2 separate regions of the Gossypium arboreum genome follow, and region 2 is linked to region 1. Evidence: chromatin contacts called from public Hi-C data. All regions are on one chromosome and are shown on one strand. The core of a region is the stretch at or near the end of the contact, and the rest is flanking DNA. Distances in the headings are between cores, read along the strand shown. Region 1 holds the start of LOC108486490 (vesicle-fusing ATPase-like). Region 2 holds the start of LOC108486325 (eukaryotic translation initiation factor 3 subunit D-like).

Region 1 (4,062 bases), core at 618-3,117:
ATTCTGTCTTGATGAGGAAATAGAGCTCTTTTTGCACTATTAGTTTTGGCATCTTGTTTGGGTTGAGAGCTCAACTATTTGTTTTGGGGCTTTTGATGTTTGTTTGGTTTCTCGGGACTGATGTAGTTTTGTTGCCCCTAATTTTCTTGAGCAGGCCTTTTCGTCTCTCTTGTTAATGGAAGTCAGTTTTCTACCGTTCCAATAAATATAACCACTCCACCACTCTAAGCATTCCTCTATGTAGTGGTTAATTTTTTTGTTGTTGCTCAGTTGAGCAAATTCTTTTGCGGCGTTTTTCAAAAAACGGCGCTAATGCTCGATCTATAGCAGTGTTTTTCAAAAAAGTGTCAAATGCCACTAAAGCTCAACATAAAACGACGGCATTGTGCTTAATTTTTTTTGCGGTATTTTTTAAAAAACGCCGCTAATGCTAGATCTATAGCGGCATTTTTCAAAAGGCACCGCTAATGCTCGATCTATAGCGGCGATAGCAGCGTTTTTACAAAAGCACCGCCAAATGCCACTAAAGCTCTACATAAAACGACGGCGTTGTACTTAATTTTCTTGGGGCGTTTTTTAAAAAGTGCCGCTAATGATCAATCTATAGTGGCGTTTTTCATGAAACGCCGCTAATGCTCGATCTAAACGCCGCTAATGCTCGATCTATAGTGGCGTTTTTTTATCCAAACGCCGCTAAAAACTTATTTTGCTGTAGTGATTCCTAGTGTCGACAATGCGTGCCTCTAGCCTATGATTGATTAAATCCCTAATTATCTAATTAAATAATTAATTATCCTAGATTGAGTTATTCATCACCCTTAGTAAGAATACCCTTCTGGTCTCATCTACACTAAGGATTACCACCTAAGTTACCTTTCCAGTATTTTCCTAGGCATACAGATACCCTCCCGATCTCTCCGCTTGGCAAAAGTTATACACAATAGGATAACCTTTCGGTCTCACATATCTAGATATTCTATGAGGGGCGTCACTCCCTAATATACTAAGTACTCTTGAATAAACAACCAATTTCAGATAAATAATTACTTAATAAATAAATTAGTTTATTAACCGAAGTATGTGAGATATGAGTAAAGCACAACAATCTATTCTAATATTCATACAATGATTAATTGGAGAAATCAAGGAAATATAAATAAAAGAATAGAATAGAAAAGATCATGAATATATACTGAAGCGCAAATCCGGAGCAATCTCCGCTCGCAATTGTAAAAATATTAAGCTAAATTATTTTTGGTCACTTAATTAAAACAAGTTACAATTTTGTCACTGAACTAATCAAAAGTTTTTGTTTAAGCCGTTGAGTTATTAAGTTTATTTTTTACATTTCACTAACGAGCTCCAAGTAACGATTCTATTTTTTACATTTCACTAACGAGCTCCAAGTAACGATTCGATGATTGGTACGGTAGATCGATATCCAACAACTAGTAAAAGAACATACCTTAGATCCAAGTCGATCAAGGGTCAGTGTCGGAGATTGGAGAAAAAAGCTGTTTGAATTTTAGTTCGCAAATTCATGATATCCAAAGCTATTTCATGAAAAGAAAACTGAACTGTAAAATAAAAGGAAAAATAAAGCTTTCAATTGGTGCAAACAGTATGAACATAGAAAATAATATAACATCGACTTTAGCAACCCATTGACTTAAATGAAAACTTCTGAATAGTTTAGTGATTAAATTGTCACTTTTTTTAGTTTAGTAACCAAAATGAAAATTTATCCATAGTATAGTGACTAATGATAAAATTTACTCAAAAATTAATAATAAAAAGGAAGTATGAAGAAAAACGAAATGTTCTGAACATAATAGCTATGAAAACGATGTCGTATAAATTGTAACGTCGTATAATGGAATAAATTGAAATTTCCTTCCCTTTGTGAAAACAGACATTGGTCTGGCTTGCGTCGATCATCAGAGCAATTGTTTCAATCCATTTGTTCCAATTGTGTGTATCTGTCCCGCGCGACACCCAATTCTTCTCCATTTCATATCTTCCGTGGCGTTTCAATTCCTCAAGTTAGATCAAGCATTTCTCTTTTCCTTTCTTCTTCTTATCTCTGCCAAAAAAGAAATTTAAATTCTTCAGCAGATCTCATACAAAAAAGCAAAACCAAAGGTAATGGCGGGGCTGTTCGGATCGCAATCCTCTACGGTTGCACCCAGGATTGTCACCAGCACACCATCCACAGATCTCGCCTTGACTAATTTTGCTTATTGCTCCCCTTCCGATCTTCAAAGCTTCGCCGTCCCTGGCTCCAAACTCTTCCTCGCTAACGTCGGGGATGCCTTCGTTCTTACTGTTTCATATCCTTTTTTTTTTAATATTTTTAGTTAAACGCAGTTCGCACGATTTATTGTTGCATTGTTCATAATTTATTGTTTGAGTAGCATAATGTTATACTACACTATTTATATTAATTATTCTTTACTACGCTCATTTTCATGGAATTATGGAATGTAAATTCATAATTGATAATTTTGGGAGATGTAAATTTGTTAATTCTTTCAATTTATTAGAATCTCATTTTTTATTAATGAATTTTTTTTCCCCTTTATTACTAAAAAAGAAGTTGAATATTCATATTTTGAAAACATGTATTTTAGTTTTAAATGTTGCCGGGTTTATTTATTTATTTTGAACTATTCTTTTCCTTCTTTGCTGTTTTAACTTTATGGTCTAACCTTAACTAATAAATACTTCTCATGAAAGCATACGCAATGGATATATTGCTCTAAATGCTATCCATCGTCGCCTTGCAAAAGTTTCTAATGGTGACAATGTATCAGTGAGCAGGTTAGTTAACCTTACCTTTCGAAATTTGATGGTCAGATAGTGCCTAATCACTAACTGTTTTTCTATTTTCCTGTCACCTGCAGATTTATTCCCCCTGAAGATTTTAACCTTGCATTGCTTAGGGTTGAGCTAGAATTTGTGAAGAAGGGTACGAAAAATGAGCAGGTAGATTTTAATGCAGTATTTGATATATATATATATATATATTAGATGATATTAATTGCTTGGATGGCTGGGAGTAGGATTAAATGCTGTTTGCCATTGTTGTAGGTTGATGCTGTTCTTCTGGCTAACCAGCTTAGAAAGAGGTTTATCAATCAGGTAGAGCTACATGCGGTTTGCCTGTTGTAAAATGCTTGCTTTAATTTTATGGTTGCGTAGTTGGCTAATTCTTGATTCAGCTAAATTTAGATTTCTTTTCCTTAATTCTCTGTTTCATAACGAAGGCCATGTTGGAGAAAGTTTGTTTCAAATGTACATGTCAGTGTTTTTGTTGTTCTTATGTTATATCAATTCACACTTGGAAATAATTTGCTTGATGACATTACCTGTTTTCATGCTCATATCTCATGCAAATTGCTTGTTTTGTACTTCCTCTCTTTCCTCAGGCATTAACACATGTAAAATAGATTTCTTCTATCTATTTTTTCACTCATATCTCATGTAAAATGTTTGTTTGGTACTTTCCTCTCTTTCCTTAGGCATGCACATCTGCAATAGATTGAATGATTTTTGTTGAAGTCATGGAATACTGGTTTCCTTTTGGCAGGTTATGACAGCGGGGCAAAAGGTTACATTTGAGTATCATGGTAATAACTATATTTTCACAATCAGTCAAACTCAGCTGGAGGGGCAAGCAGCAGCTAATGCTCCTGAAAGGGGGATGATTTCCAGTGATACTTACTTTATCTTTGACGCACAAAACTCAAGTGGAATAAAGGTGATATATTGATATGTTAGTTGTTGCAGTTTTATCTTTTAAAAGTGTATTGACCAATGGACATCATTGTCACTCGCAGATATTAGATTTGTATTATATTTATGTTTCAAGATTGTAATTTAATCTTATTATACTCTGACTATTTATTTTCTTTAAAGTACTTGTATCTAACACTTGTTTCCAACATATTCAATGCAAGTATGAGGGTACAATCCTCTAAATATATGAAAAAACTTCGAAAAAATTGAGCATACCTGTTTCAAGCTCATAATTGCGTCCAGCACTCACCCCTGAGTATGAAT
Region 2 (4,062 bases), core at 968-3,467, 550 kb after region 1:
AGAACCCCATTGGGCAATCACCATTCCCTAGTTCTTTTTCAAAGGGTGCCATGACCATGGACTTTTCCTTCAGAGTTCATATCAAAATTCGTGTTTTTAGTCCCAACAAACTCCATTAGAAACCAACACGATGAACAGAACCAGACTCTCTTGATAGACCCTTCATGTATTGACACAATCTAAATTCAACCTTTTACTTCACTAATATACACTCAATCAAAATACACACATTTCATAGCATACATTTCAAACATATACATACTCATCCAAACTTCAATGTTTCAATACTCATACACCAATTATCATATAATATACTTTTCATGACTTCGAATCCATTGTTCAATCAATTTCCTATAGATGACTCACAATAGGATCAGTATACATATAGAAGTCAACATAAAACTCACCTTATGCCTACGTACAGTAGCTTGAACTCCAGATTCAAACTTCCACCATGAAACTACAACAACCACTGCTTACAAAATATATGAACACCATTAAAACTCATTCGCATACTATTTACCATCATCTCGAGTACAGATAACCCCCATGCAAAGCTTTATTTCTTCATCTTACTGTTGATGTACCCATATAAACTTAAACTTTCATAACTTAACATGCAGAGTCATAATACTTACCTTGACATGGAGTATCTACTAATAAAAATATAGAATTATAACTTCTAGCTTAAAGAAGAAAGAAATGTTTTTGGTTCCTTAAGAATAAGATAATAACACTTTAAAATAAGGAAGAAGAAAACTCCCTTTTTTTTTCAAGTATGAATACATATATATACAACCTATATCCTTGTTATGGAACTTGACATGTGTCACAATCTTTCAGAATTGTCCTTATTTTAGTCTACGACCCTTGAGAAGAACATAAAGGATCATCCAATAAATTTATTTATACCAAACTCATCTACTCAATTGATCCCTAACTAGAATGTTTACAACGTAACTAGCACAATAATTTCAACCAAACTTGGCGTACAATATCTTTGGTGTTAACCCAACTTGCAATTTCTTCAATACTTTTACCGAGCTCTTTCTCTTTACAACTCAACACATTTTAAGGTCATTATTTACCTAATATATCAAATTTTTTTATGCGCCCATTCTATAGGCCTAAAAGAAACTATTGGGGGGATAGAACTACGCCACATATATTACTCTCAGTCTATGCGCCAAAACTTAAGACCCGCCAAAATAGGGATGCTACAGTTTATATAGAAACCAAAGATAAGAAAGTGATGAAAGTACTGTAGACAAAGGAAAGAAAGTGATAAAAGTGTGAAAGGAATAGAAAAGTAGCAAAGGGAGTGAAATCTAGCTAAAAAGAGTGTGCTGAAAGTGATCGTGTGGAAAGTGTTCGTGAGTGGCTTACCGAATCACATTGCATCAACACGGTAAGATGGAAAAGTATGAATTTCAATTTATGGACAATAATGTGGCATGTACTTATATAAGGAAGGTGTTAAATAGATAGTAAAATGCCTTGAAAACAAGTTCTGTTGAAGTGGGAATGTCTTGAAGATTGTATGGTTAATGATTAGTGATTGAACATGGATGAGTTACATGATGTTTTGAAGGATGTATTGAGGTATTTTAAAGATAATAATGGAACTTAAGTAATATATTAATATTGAAATGTGACATCTTTTGCTCGAGTTATTGATTTGACTCGTGTAAGAGATGTTACAATTGTTGATTCTATAAGAGTAGGGCCAAGTTGTATATCGAATCACATCCTAGTAGAGCACTATATGGTCTTACATTATACGATACCTATTTAGTGAAAGCCATATCAAGCTCCTCTGTATAACCCTCTTCGTTTTTAAGAAAACTCCAAGCACTTAACACACCGTTGAAACCCTACCTAACTTTTTACATCTTCTTTAATAGATTTTCGTGTACTAGTGTGAACCACATCCAACTATCGTCTCAACCTTGTTTAGTGCTTCTCGACACACCTTTGCGAACCATGTTCAACTATTGTCTAAATGTTGCATTGACAAAACTATTGCCATAACATTAAAAAAATTATTAATATAAGCCACTTACAAAGCTAAGCTCTTAATCTAAGTAATTAATATTTAAATTTTAATAGTAAAATGTTACTTAAAAATTAAATATAAAACCGCTTTTAAGTTTTGCATTAGTGCAAGCAGATTCTTTCCCACTTAAAATATATTTATATGAGTAGCACTCAGATAGTGGAGGCCCAATTAGAGATCCGAGTTCTCATATTAATCTAAACAAAGGGCCCAAATTCCTATGGTAAACCTGTCATTTAAGACAATCCCCTCCGCCGGTCTAGGGTTTTCTTTTATCTTCTTACACTGTTTTACTCTTTATACACTTCGGCTCCACTGCAAGAAAAATCTAGAGATCCGTCGACAATGGTAGGAGTTTTCGAAGTAGGCGCCGTTCCGTTTAATCCTGACGGCTGGGGTCCGCCCGACTCCACCACCGCCACCGCGCCGTCCACCACCACCACTCTCCCTCTTCACGTTCCTTTCGCTCCCTTCTCCCGCTCTGAAAAACTCGGCCGAATCGCCGACTTCACCCGATCTTTTGCAAATGCCAATCCATCTAACCGCCCTTCTTCAGGGAAGCCTGGCGCAGCCTCCTCAGAGTCCCCCTTCGATTTCTCGCTCGACCTCGATACTTTCCCTCTTGCAAACCCCGAAGACGATTCTTCCTTTCGTTTAGTCGACGCAAAGCCGCCTACTCGACCTAAATTTGGCCCCAAGTGGCGCTTCAACCAACACCGACCTCAACTTCCTCAACGGCGAGATGAAGAAGTTGAGGCCCGTAAAAGAGAAGCTGAAAAAGAACGAGCCCGACGTGACCGTCTTTATAATCTCAACCGATCGAACCAGAACCAGCAACGTCGTGAAGCTGCGATTTTCAAATCCTCCGTCGATATCCAACCAGAGTGGAACATGCTGGATCAAATCCCTTTCTCAACATTCTCCAAATTATCCTTTTCCGTTCCAGAACCTGAAGATTTACTTCTCTGCGGTGCTTTAGAGTATTACGATCGGTCCTTTGATCGAATTACCCCGAAGAACGAACGGAGACTCGAGAGGTTCAAGAACAGAAACTTCTTTAAAGTCACCACGACTGACGACCCGGTGATCCGAAGATTGGCAAATGAGGACAAAGCAACTGTTTTCGCCACTGATACGATTCTGGCAACGTTAATGTGTGCACCCAGGTCAGTTTATTCTTGGGACATTGTGATTCAACGTGTTGGGAATAAACTATTTTTCGACAAAAGAGATGGGTCACAGTTAGATTTGCTATCGGTCCACGAGACCTCTCAGGAGCCATTGCCTGAAGCTAAAGATGATATTAACTCTGCTTATTCATTGAGTGTTGAAGCAGCTTACATAAATCAGAATTTTTCACAGCAGGTTTTGGTTAGGGATGGGAATAAGGTTAGTTTTGATGAGCTGAACCCATTTGCCAATGAAGGTGATGAGGTGGCTTCTGTGGCATATCGGTATAGGAGGTGGAAACTTGATAATGATATGTATTTGATTGCACGGTGTGAGGTTCAGAGTGTTGTTGAGGTTAATAATCAAAAGTCTTTCCTCACTTTGAATGCGCTTAATGAGTTTGATCCCAAGTATTCTGGTGTTGATTGGAGGCAGAAGTTGGAAACACAAAGGGGGGCAGTCTTGGCTACCGAGTTGAAGAACAATGCGAATAAGTTGGCTAAATGGACTGCTCAATCAATTTTAGCTAGTGCCGATTTGATGAAATTGGGTTATGTTTCGAGGGTTCATCCTAGGGATCATTTTAACCATGTGATATTGGGTGTTGTTGGTTATAAGCCAAGGGATTTTGCTGCACAAATTAATCTGAATACTGCTAATATGTGGGGGATTGTGAAGTCCATTGTGGATTTGTGTATGAAGTTGAATGAGGGGAAATATGTGCTTGTGAAGGATCCATCAAAGCCTCAAGTTAGGATTTATGAGGTCCCAGCTGATGCTTTTGAGAATGATTACGTGGAAGAACCATTGCCAGAAGAGGAGCAGGTTCAGCCACC

What was found. Hi-C and Micro-C count contacts between places; a contact is called where the count stands out from the background.
Region 2: a Hi-C map of leaf shows a contact between it and region 1, with 2.7 times the contacts expected there. The contact joins the promoter of LOC108486325 here to the promoter of LOC108486490 in region 1. A contact is called at or near these places in 2 of 5 Hi-C or Micro-C datasets (both in leaf).

The regions. Positions count from the first base shown.
Region 1 is chr6:46,017,653-46,021,714 of ASM2569848v2, forward strand. It overlaps LOC108486490 (vesicle-fusing ATPase-like), which reads left to right and starts at 1,868. Exons shown (of 21, transcript XM_053030052.1): 1 at 1,868-2,329; 2 at 2,724-2,820; 3 at 2,904-2,985; 4 at 3,091-3,141; 5 at 3,590-3,760. The coding sequence starts at 2,146.
Region 2 is chr6:46,569,395-46,573,456 of ASM2569848v2, forward strand. LOC108486325 (eukaryotic translation initiation factor 3 subunit D-like) reads left to right here and starts at 2,218. Exons shown (of 2, transcript XM_017790321.2): 1 at 2,218-4,062. The coding sequence starts at 2,402.